Linked DNA regions of Sus scrofa: regions 1 and 3 are each linked to region 2. The links are chromatin contacts, called in public HiChIP or PLAC-seq maps. All regions are on one chromosome and are shown on one strand. Each heading gives the region's core, a stretch centred on a gene start, on an enhancer-like site or on the middle of the called end of the contact. The rest is flanking DNA. Distances are from core to core; before and after follow the strand shown. Region 1 holds the start of FDXACB1 (ferredoxin-fold anticodon-binding domain-containing protein 1). Region 2 holds the start of SIK2 (serine/threonine-protein kinase SIK2). Region 3 holds the start of DIXDC1 (dixin).

The links. HiChIP or PLAC-seq counts read pairs in DNA pulled down with a chosen protein or histone mark.
Region 1: a contact with region 2 is called in an H3K27ac HiChIP or PLAC-seq map of alveolar macrophages. The contact joins the promoter of FDXACB1 here to the promoter of SIK2 in region 2. A contact is called at or near these places in 2 of 5 promoter capture datasets (fetal liver and liver), 1 of 47 Hi-C or Micro-C datasets (liver) and 1 of 2 datasets of contacts at active chromatin or transcription factors (alveolar macrophages).
Region 3: an H3K27ac HiChIP or PLAC-seq map of alveolar macrophages shows a contact between it and region 2. The contact joins the promoter of DIXDC1 here to the promoter of SIK2 in region 2. A contact is called at or near these places in 1 of 47 Hi-C or Micro-C datasets (liver) and 1 of 2 datasets of contacts at active chromatin or transcription factors (alveolar macrophages).

Annotation. Positions count from the first base shown.
Region 1 is chr9:39,628,335-39,631,330 of Sscrofa11.1, reverse strand. FDXACB1 (ferredoxin-fold anticodon-binding domain-containing protein 1) reads left to right here and starts at 1,344. Exons shown (of 5, transcript XM_003129851.4): 1 at 1,344-1,677; 2 at 1,912-2,068. The coding sequence starts at 1,506. It also overlaps a transcript of C9H11orf1 not described here.
Region 2 is chr9:39,367,294-39,370,206 of Sscrofa11.1, reverse strand. SIK2 (serine/threonine-protein kinase SIK2) reads right to left here and starts at 1,652. Exons shown (of 15, transcript XM_021062772.1): 1 at 1,369-1,652. The coding sequence starts at 1,503.
Region 3 is chr9:39,664,849-39,667,999 of Sscrofa11.1, reverse strand. It overlaps DIXDC1 (dixin), which reads right to left and starts at 1,546. Exons shown (of 23, transcript XM_003129869.5): 1 at 1,198-1,546. The coding sequence starts at 1,257.

The DNA of each region.
Region 1 (2,996 bases), core at 95-2,594, 260 kb before region 2:
CAGACATCACCATCCACTCAGTTGTCCAGGTCTGAAGCCTGGGGCTTATCTTTGATTTCTCTTCCAACTTCTTACATCCATTCAATCACTGGGTCTTGTTGATTTTGAATTAATCCACTACCCTCCATCTCCACTGCCAAGTTCAATTCATACCAGCTCTAGCTGATATGCAGTAGCCTCCTAATCTCCTTGCCATCAATCTTGTTCTCCTATCCTTTCTCCATAGGAAAGCAGAATTTTTGAAAATGAACAAATTGAGTCTTCCTATTTAAAAATCTCATGTGTCGGAGTTCCCGTCGTGGTGCAGTGGTTAACGAATCTGACTAGGAACCAGGAGGTTGCGGGTTCGGTCCCTGCCCTTGCTCAGTGGGTTAAGGATCCGGCCTTGCCATGAGCTGTGGTGTAGGTCGGACGCAGCTCGGATCCCGAGTTGCTGTGGCTCTGGCGTAGGTCGGTGGCTACAGCTCCGATTTGACCCCTAGCCTGAGAACCTCCATATGCCACGGGAGCAGCCCAAGAAATAGCAAAAAAAAAAAAAAAAAAAAGACAAAAAGAAAAAATCTCATGCGTTAAAATGGCTTACAACCTCTATATGTCCTGGTCTGTGCTTAACTTTTCAGTCTCATCTATCATTCTCCCTCCAACCACATTTCAGCTAAACTCAGCTATTGTTTCTCCATCATGATTGTTCATAGATTGTTCCTTTTGCCTCTTCACTCCTCTTGACTCAGGTAAGGGGTATCCCCCCTCCCTTAGCTTTCAGCTCAGGTGCACTTCATCCAGGGATTCCACTTCACTTCCAGACTTAGTAAGGTGTGCGTGCTCCTACAGCACCCTGAATCAGTCCTCTCACAGCACTGCATCCCACTAAATCAAAACTGCCTCTTTTGCTGTGCATCTTCCACCAGACTACCAGCTCCGCGAAACCTTAGGCCACATCTTGTTCCTCCATATATCTAACCTCCCCCACAGGCCCGGCACATTGAAGACACTATTTCTTGAATGAATAAAAGGTAGGAGATAGAAGCACCTGGAGAAATTCCGAACAGCAGTGACAATGGGTGGCAGACATTTCGGATGAGATGAAGGCTGTTACTAAATCCTCTGTGTCAAGAACACGCAGGACACAGCCTAACTTCTCCTTGGCCTCACCCCGGCCCTGCTTCCTTCACTTGGAACTCTCCTAACCCGCGGCCTCCCCTTCGGCGCTAGCGACTGCTGTGACCTCATGCAGAAATGACGAAGTCGCTCAAGGCCGTCGTCGGGCTCAAAGGCATTTAACACGCTCGAGGGGGTGAGAGAGTGGGCGGCGGAACGGCCGGTGTCTCGCTTTTGCTCTCATCGCTATAATCCTTGGACGTGGCTGCACCGGTTTGTCAAGACAACCGGACTCTGTGATGCGTCATCAGCCAGCGACCGGTGGGGGGGGGCTCTAGAGACCGGCGAAGGAAGTAACGTAAAAAGGGAGCGCCTCCGGGGACGCGAGCCCGGCGTAAGTTGAGCCTATGGCCCCTCGGCGCCTCCTGTTGGTTGGGGAGGGGAATTTCTCCTTCGCCGTTGCTCTGAACCAGACCCTGGATCCCCGCACTAGTCTAACTGCCACCTGCCTCCAGCGCCCGGCCGACTTAGCCCAAGATCCGGTGGCCCAGGAGAATCTGCAGCGCCTGCGCGAGCGAGGTAGCCGGGCCCGCCCCACCGCCTCTCTGCCCCTCCTCTAAGCCCCGCCCCGCCCCGCCCCGCCGTGGCGCTGACCGGACTGGAAAGGGTGGGCACGTGGGGAACTTGGGGATTGCCCTTGGTCTTACCATGAACACTTAGACCTCTGTGTGCCTAGACCTGCATTCAGGATAGGCAGGGGTTTTCTCTGGTTCTGGCATCTTAAGACATCGTCCTGTCTAAATTTTGCGCCAGGTGCCGAGATACGTTTTGGTGTGGACTGCACACAGCTGGTGGATGCCTTTGAACTGCAAGACCGAGAGTTTGATCGAATTTATTTTAACTTTCCGCACTGTGGACGCAAAGCTGGAGTAGCTAAGAACAGGGAACTGCTTGCCAAGTTTTTCCAGAGGTGAGGAGAGGCAAGCACTCAAAGTAAAATGTTTAAGATGTACATTGGATTGTTGCTGCACTCAAACATACTAGTTTGGGAAATACGGTATACCTGTGTACGTTATTTTATGATCGGTTGAGAGAGACTGTAAAGCTTCAAAAGAACCCACAGTAGACTGTTGGAAAGGCCAGACACTTGATCCTAAATCCCTAAATGCCAAATAAAAGTACAAATAATGTACTATTGAGCCTGTAAAGTAAGTATCACTTTTTTTTTTTTTTTTTTTTGCTTTTTTAGGGCTGCACCCACTGCATATGAAAGTTCCCAGGCTAGGGGTCAAAATGGAGCTACAGCTGCCAGGCCTACCACAGCTATAGCAACAGCAAGGCTGGATCCCCAGACACACCTGCAGCCTACAACACAGCTCACAGCAATGCCTTAACGCACTGAGTTAGGCCAGGGATTGAACCCACATTCCCATGAGTACTAGTCGGGTTCCTTATGCTGAGCCACAGTGGGAACTCCAGGCATTATCTGTTTTTGATAGTACAAAATAATGGGAGCCAGTATAGTGTAATGGCCAAGAGTATGGATTTAGGAGCCAAACTGCTTTGAACTCAAATCCCCACCCATCACTCAATAGTTTTGTGATGTTTATTATTAAGTTTATTTAATCCTCACTTGCTTGTACTTCTTCATCCATGAACTAAAGATATTGACAGTAACTACCTCATTAACTTATTGTGAACTTTAAACAGTGCTTTATGCTGTTATAGTAAAACATGTGATACTATTGCAGGTCCCTTTGGCCCATAGTTGTTATGAAACTTTTCACAGAGGCAGTATTTTGAGCTAGTATTTGAAGTAGGCATAGAATTTTAATGGGCAGGAGGGGAGTGAAAAGAACAACTTTCTAAATGGAGGAGACCAACTTGATCACTGAATC
Region 2 (2,913 bases), core at 403-2,902:
AATAAGTCAGATTTGGGCTGCCTTAGGATCAGTAGGGGAGGACAAAAAGTGAGAACAACACAATGGCATATACAAGCCCCTTGTTTTTGGAAATGAACTTCTTCACATTAAGCAAAACTTCTACGAACCAGAGCTACAAAAAACTCGTTTTCAAATGTCCTTCAGCTTACACAGCTATTCTGAAAAAGAAACCCTACCTAATTCCATATTCAAACTCTAGTATATTCGCACTAATAAGGGGGAACACTGAATAGGATGAAAACTAGAAGGGAAAAAAACCAAAAACTGAAAAAGGATGAAACTCCAGAACAACTACGATGAGGCAGAGTGGAGTACGTCAAAAATACAAGGTTTTATTCTAAAGAATGGTTTTGTTTCCACCGTTTTTCTAAAGTATTTAATTTGCACATCTTAAAATAGAGACCCTGAGGAGAGCAGCTTGAGGCGGTGAAAGGAAGGGGGGCGGGTTAGGTAAGAACAGAGACTTGCGAGAAAATATGTGCGGTGCATTAGAATGTGCAATGGAGGGGGGATGCTGGCTTCACCGTCAGGAAGCAATCCAGGGCTTTATGAGTAGAGAGGCAGAATCTGATGTGGCTTAAGGACCGCGAATTCACAGCCAGAACACACACCTGGGAAAGGGATAACCTAGGATGAGAAAGACCAACCTATCAACTGTGCAAAGGCAGAGATGACCGTTTCAACCAGCTCTATTGTCTGGAGTATTAGATGGAAATGCCTCGGGCGAGGGATCAAGCTAGCCTGACATCAAATCAGAGACTGTCGGGCAAAAGGAGGGAGAGAAGATGGGCAGTGGCCGTCCCGGCATTCCCGGCCACCGGCCCCCTTTTTCGCGCGGCCCCGGGAGGGGCGCCGCGGTCACAGGGGCCGCGCGGAGCCCCGTCCCGGGAGTCCGAGCGCAGGCGGTCCCCTCTTCGGGGCTGGCGACGTCTCTCTCCGCGCAGCACGGGAGCACAGAGACTTCCCCTCCCACCCCACCCCCAGCTGAAAGCAGGGAAGACGCGGAACTTGGGCTCCAGAGCGGAGGCCACAGACCAGGTCACGGCCCGGGTGGGAGGCCCTGGAAGAAATTCCGTGTGGCCACCGGGGGTGGCCTAGGGAAGGCAAAGCCCCGGCTGGTGGGGGTTCCAAGCGGACGACACTCGGGTCCTGGTGACCCGGCCCCGGTCCCTGCGGCGCTCACCGACCCCTGGACCTCCTGGGTCCTCACACTCCCAGGCCCTCTCGCCTCAGCTAGTGACCCGGCCTCTCGAAGCTCCCCAGCCCCCCGCTGCAGCCCCCCTCTCGGTCAGCAGCTCCTCTCTCGAACCCTCGCCTCGGACGCTCCCGCCGAGCCCCGGGCCGCACCTCCGTCCTGGTGATCCGGTGCCGCCCCAGCTTCACCACGGCGAAGTTGCCCTTGCCCAGCGTGCCCTCGATTTCGTAGAACCCCACCCGGACCGGCCCGCGCTGCAAGTGCCTCGGGCCATCCGCCATGACCATGCTGGGCCCCGCTGCTAGACACGGCGGACTGGAGCGCAGGCTGGCGGGCGGCGGGCTGGCGGAGCGGCTCCACTCGGGCGACGGCCGCTCGGCTCGCTCCTTGCTCAGTCCCTCCCGCTCAGCAGGGCCCAGCCAGGCGCGCGCCGCCGCTGACGTGCGCCGACGTCAGGGGGCCGGGGCAGAGGGGCGGGGGCGGGACCGGGCCTCGATTGGTCACCATGGCGACCGGAGCACCGCCGACGTCGGCGGCGGGCGGCAGGCAGCAGGGTGGTAGGGCAGATGGGCGGGGCCTGGACGGCGCGTTCCTTCCGGGCTCCGGCGCCCTCCGCCGCCTCGCCGCTGCCGGGGGCGGGGTCGCCTCCCGGCCCGCCCAGTTACTTGGCCACCCAGCCGAAGGGCAAGAGCGAGCTCTGGTGGGCGGAGTGGAGGGCTGCAGCGACCTGAGCCGGGCCGGGGTCTTCTTCCGTTGCCGCGGCGTTCTCCACCCACCCGGAGACCTTCCCGCCAAAACCTCTCACCTATGACTACTTTGTGTCCTAAATTTGGCACGGGCAAAGAACTGTGGCTGAGCAATGCATTGCTCACAGGCTCCTTTCTTTTATATCCTTTTCTCATCTGTTTCTATATAAATCCCTCCAAATTTGATGTCTCTGGGGAATCATTCTGACAGCAGCGCGATGCTTATAGATTCACAGAATGTCAGCGTTGAAGAGACCTTGAAGATCACCTAATCCAGGGATTTGGAGCCCGAACCCCTAAAAATATGTCCAAATTTTTGCCTCTTCCAGCTTTGGGAAGATGGGCGATAGCTGTTATTAGATTCCCAAACGTGTTGGTGACCTCGAAAAGGTAAAGAAATACTTTCTAATCCAATTTTTTTTTCAGGTGAGAAATCAACCCCCAGGGAATGAGGGAATTGCCAAAGTCACAAGGTAATACTAGAGTTAGGGTTGCAAATTACCACACCAGTCTTCCATATGGTGATCCAAGGAAACAGGTACAGCATTATTTCCAGACAAGGAGAGGGAAAGTATAAAATGCCCTTGAAAGGTCTTATGCCAGAAAGCAAGATTTTCAAAGAAAGGTAAGGACATGTCAGAAGGAAATCGGATCTAGTTTGAAGTTAACAATCTGGGATAATTTGAGCATCACGAAGGAATAATGGAAATGGGTTTATAACACAATGAATTTTTAAAAAGACTCCATGAGTGCTTACTTATTCTTACAATGTTAAATAAATATACGGGGGAAAAAATGACAGTTCTTCCTGATGGTGGAATGTCAACTAATACACATAGAAGAAATGATGAAATTTCCATTCTATGGAAATCACCATTTTGCAGCCATTCTATGGAAATCACTATTTCGCAACCATTATAGTAATAATTGATTCAGATAGAATTGTCGATA
Region 3 (3,151 bases), core at 297-2,796, 300 kb before region 2:
GGCCAAAGCACTCAGTCTTGCCTGTGAGGTTCATCATCATGAAGAGAATGGATTCATATGTTAACTGTTTAATTAAAAACTGACTTTAAAAAATATTACACGTTTAGAATGGATAGGCAATGAGGTCCTGCTATATAGCACAGGGAACTATATCCAATCATTTGTGATAGAACATGATGGAAGATATAGGAGATAAAGGATGTATATATGTATAACTGGGTCAATATGCTGTACAGCAGAAATTGGCACAACATTGTAAATCAACTATAATAAAAAAAATCTTTAAAAAACGCCATAAAGGGAAGAGAGGGAGAGGTGGAAAGAAAAAGAGGGAGAAAGGAAGAAAGACAACCAACCATCTACCTCTCCTTGTAAGGGATGCTGGGATAAGGCAACCCACCGGGTGGGGCTCAGAAGCCATGGAGGACATCGGAGCCAACCACAAGGGACAAAGGTCTTAAACCCAAATGGTCTGGGTCACTAGAAAAGAAAACTGGATAAACACCAGAATTCTGAGAGAAAAGCAAGTGAAGAGAAAAAGACTGTCCGCCAGCCCTAGCCCACACTGCCTGTCCGACTGAGGCCCTAGGTCCCCCCTCTCACACCGAAAGGGGCAAACCCCAGCTCCCCTGAATCAGGCCCAGAAACCTCTCTCTCCTCTTAGGTCCCTCTGCCAAGCAGGCTGGTGGTTGGGGGGAATGCACTGCCCTGGATTTAGAAAGTGATGTGAACACGAAGTGGGCACTTCCTGCGGACCACCTACTCCTCCTGCCCTTGCTCAAACTTTCTACCAATGCATGCCACCTCCTTTGGCTCACCCACTTACTCCTCAAACAGAAGGAGCACCTCTGCCATATAGTCATGGGCTTCCCTGGGGATGTCCTGCGGGCAAAGCCCAGAGAGGGATGAGACCACTTCTTCTGGAAGGAGATGACCTCAGAATTCGTGGTCCTGTCTTCTGGGCACAGGCAAGCTACCAGGGAACGTCATTGCCCAGCTTGGCTGGAAGCAGTCGGCCCTTTTGATCCCTCCGGGTTCACCAGGCTCCTCTGTACTGTACCCACCCCCACCTTAGCTTGGGGTTCTGCAGGGGGTTGTTCTGGGTCCGGTAAGGATGCAGGCGGAGGAGGACCCCTTCCAGAGATGAGGCTGGAGGCGTTAAGGCAGGGGGAGCTGGGGAGTGGGAGGAGCAGTTACCTCATTGAAGCCCTCCTGCAGAACGTCCAGTAAGTTCCCCCGGGTCAAACAGGCTAGCATTGTTCCTGCCGGCCCCCCGGGCGGGGTCTCCGGGCCGGCGGCCGCCGCCTCCTCCTCCCCGTGCACACAAAGACTCCCGGCTCAGCTCATTGGGATGTCTCCGGAGTCCCGCATGCCACTTACTGGAAACCCAGACCCGGGCCAAACTAGCGGCCTCCACTGGGCATGCTCGCACCGGGGATCTGCAGGAGGGGCCCCGCGCTGTCGCGGTTCCTATAGAAACTGCTGGGCGCGCACCAGGCGGAGGGGCGCTGGCTGGGGGCCCCCTGCCCGGCGTGCGTCAGGGAGAGCCCCGCGCCGCGCGCACACACGCACACGCACACGCTCACACACCGGGCCGGGGGTCGGGCGTGGGGAGCGGCGGCGTATGTGCCTGCGCTGCAGACACACACATACAGCAGGGCTGCTGGAGCGTGCGCGCCCCCCCGCCCCCCGCCCCAATACACACGGACGCACAGGGGGTATGGCTGCGTGTGGATGCCCTACACACACACACACACACACACACACACACACACACTCTTTCTCTCTCTCTCTCTCTCCTCTCTCTCTCTCTCTCTCTATCTCTTTCTCTGATGGCTAAAGAACTCAAGCTCCCCACCACAAGGCAAGGTGGCTGGGAAGGGGAGTGAATCATAGATTTTTACTCCCAGACTAGCTTTTTAACCCCCAGCAACCTTTTCCCATATGGGGCCTGGACAGTGAGGTTAGGCTAAAGAAGGGGTATCAAGAAGGGACAGACACAAAGAGAGGGTAGAGCGCTTTAGTTATTGATGTTATTGGGGTACATTTAATAAAGTGGTGCTAAACCAATCACAGGATCAAAATAGGGACATCAAGGGTAAACCAAGGATGAAGAAGTCTTTACCAAAAAAGTTTCTTTCTTTTGAAAATAAGCGCTAAAATGTGAAACCATATTTTAAATGAGTTTTAACTTAATTAAATGGGTTTTAATGAAAATAATTGTACAATGTCCTGGTGCACTGGAAAGGGTTAGGTAAGAGCTTCCTCAAACAAACAGAGAGCTCTTCCCCTTTGTTTCTGGTTATTCCAGTCACAGTCTTGATTATTTATTTTTAAAAATACTAGTCATCTGTGTCCTTGGTGCACACTCTTGTTTCTATAGGAAAACTGGAAGCTGAAAGAACACCCATATTATGTTACACCTCGTGATCCCAGATGGGAGGGAAGGGTTTACTGGGTGTTAAGGCTCAGAGAAGGTCAGGCCTTGCCCAAGGACACAGCTGGTTAGTGAGAGACTGTTTGAGAAGTTAGGACTCTATTTTTTCTTTCTTCTTTTTTGCTTTTTAGGGCTGCACCTGTGGCATATAGAAGTTCCCAGGCCAGGGGTCCAATCAGAGCTGCAGTTGCCAGCCTACACCACAGCCACGGCAATGCAGGATCCAAGTCGTATCTGTGACCTACACTGCAGCTCACAGCAACACCAGATCCTTAACCCACTGAGCGAGGCCAGGGATCAAACCCACATCCTCATGGGTACTAGTTAGATTTGTTTCCACTGCTCCACAACAGGAACTCCAGAAGTTAGGACTCTACAGGAGTGATTTTCCAAAGGCACAGATTCCCTCCTCAAATCCCCATTAGTACCTTAGCGAGAAAAGTCAGTAATGGCTTTTATTCAACCTAACCTCATCCTCGGGTCACTAGAGAAGAACGTCCTTACTTAGAACGGCCAGAACTGGCTACATCTTGCCTGAATGTCTAAAGCTGCTAAACACAAAGATGCTTCTGAGAAAAGACACACCTCCCTCTGACCACAGCAAGCAGGAAACAGAAGTCAGCCAAGGTGTTAAATGGCTGTTGCTGGTTGAATGCTGTGGGTTCAATTCTGGCTAAGGCTGGGGAAAAGCCATGACACTGGATCAAACTGAAC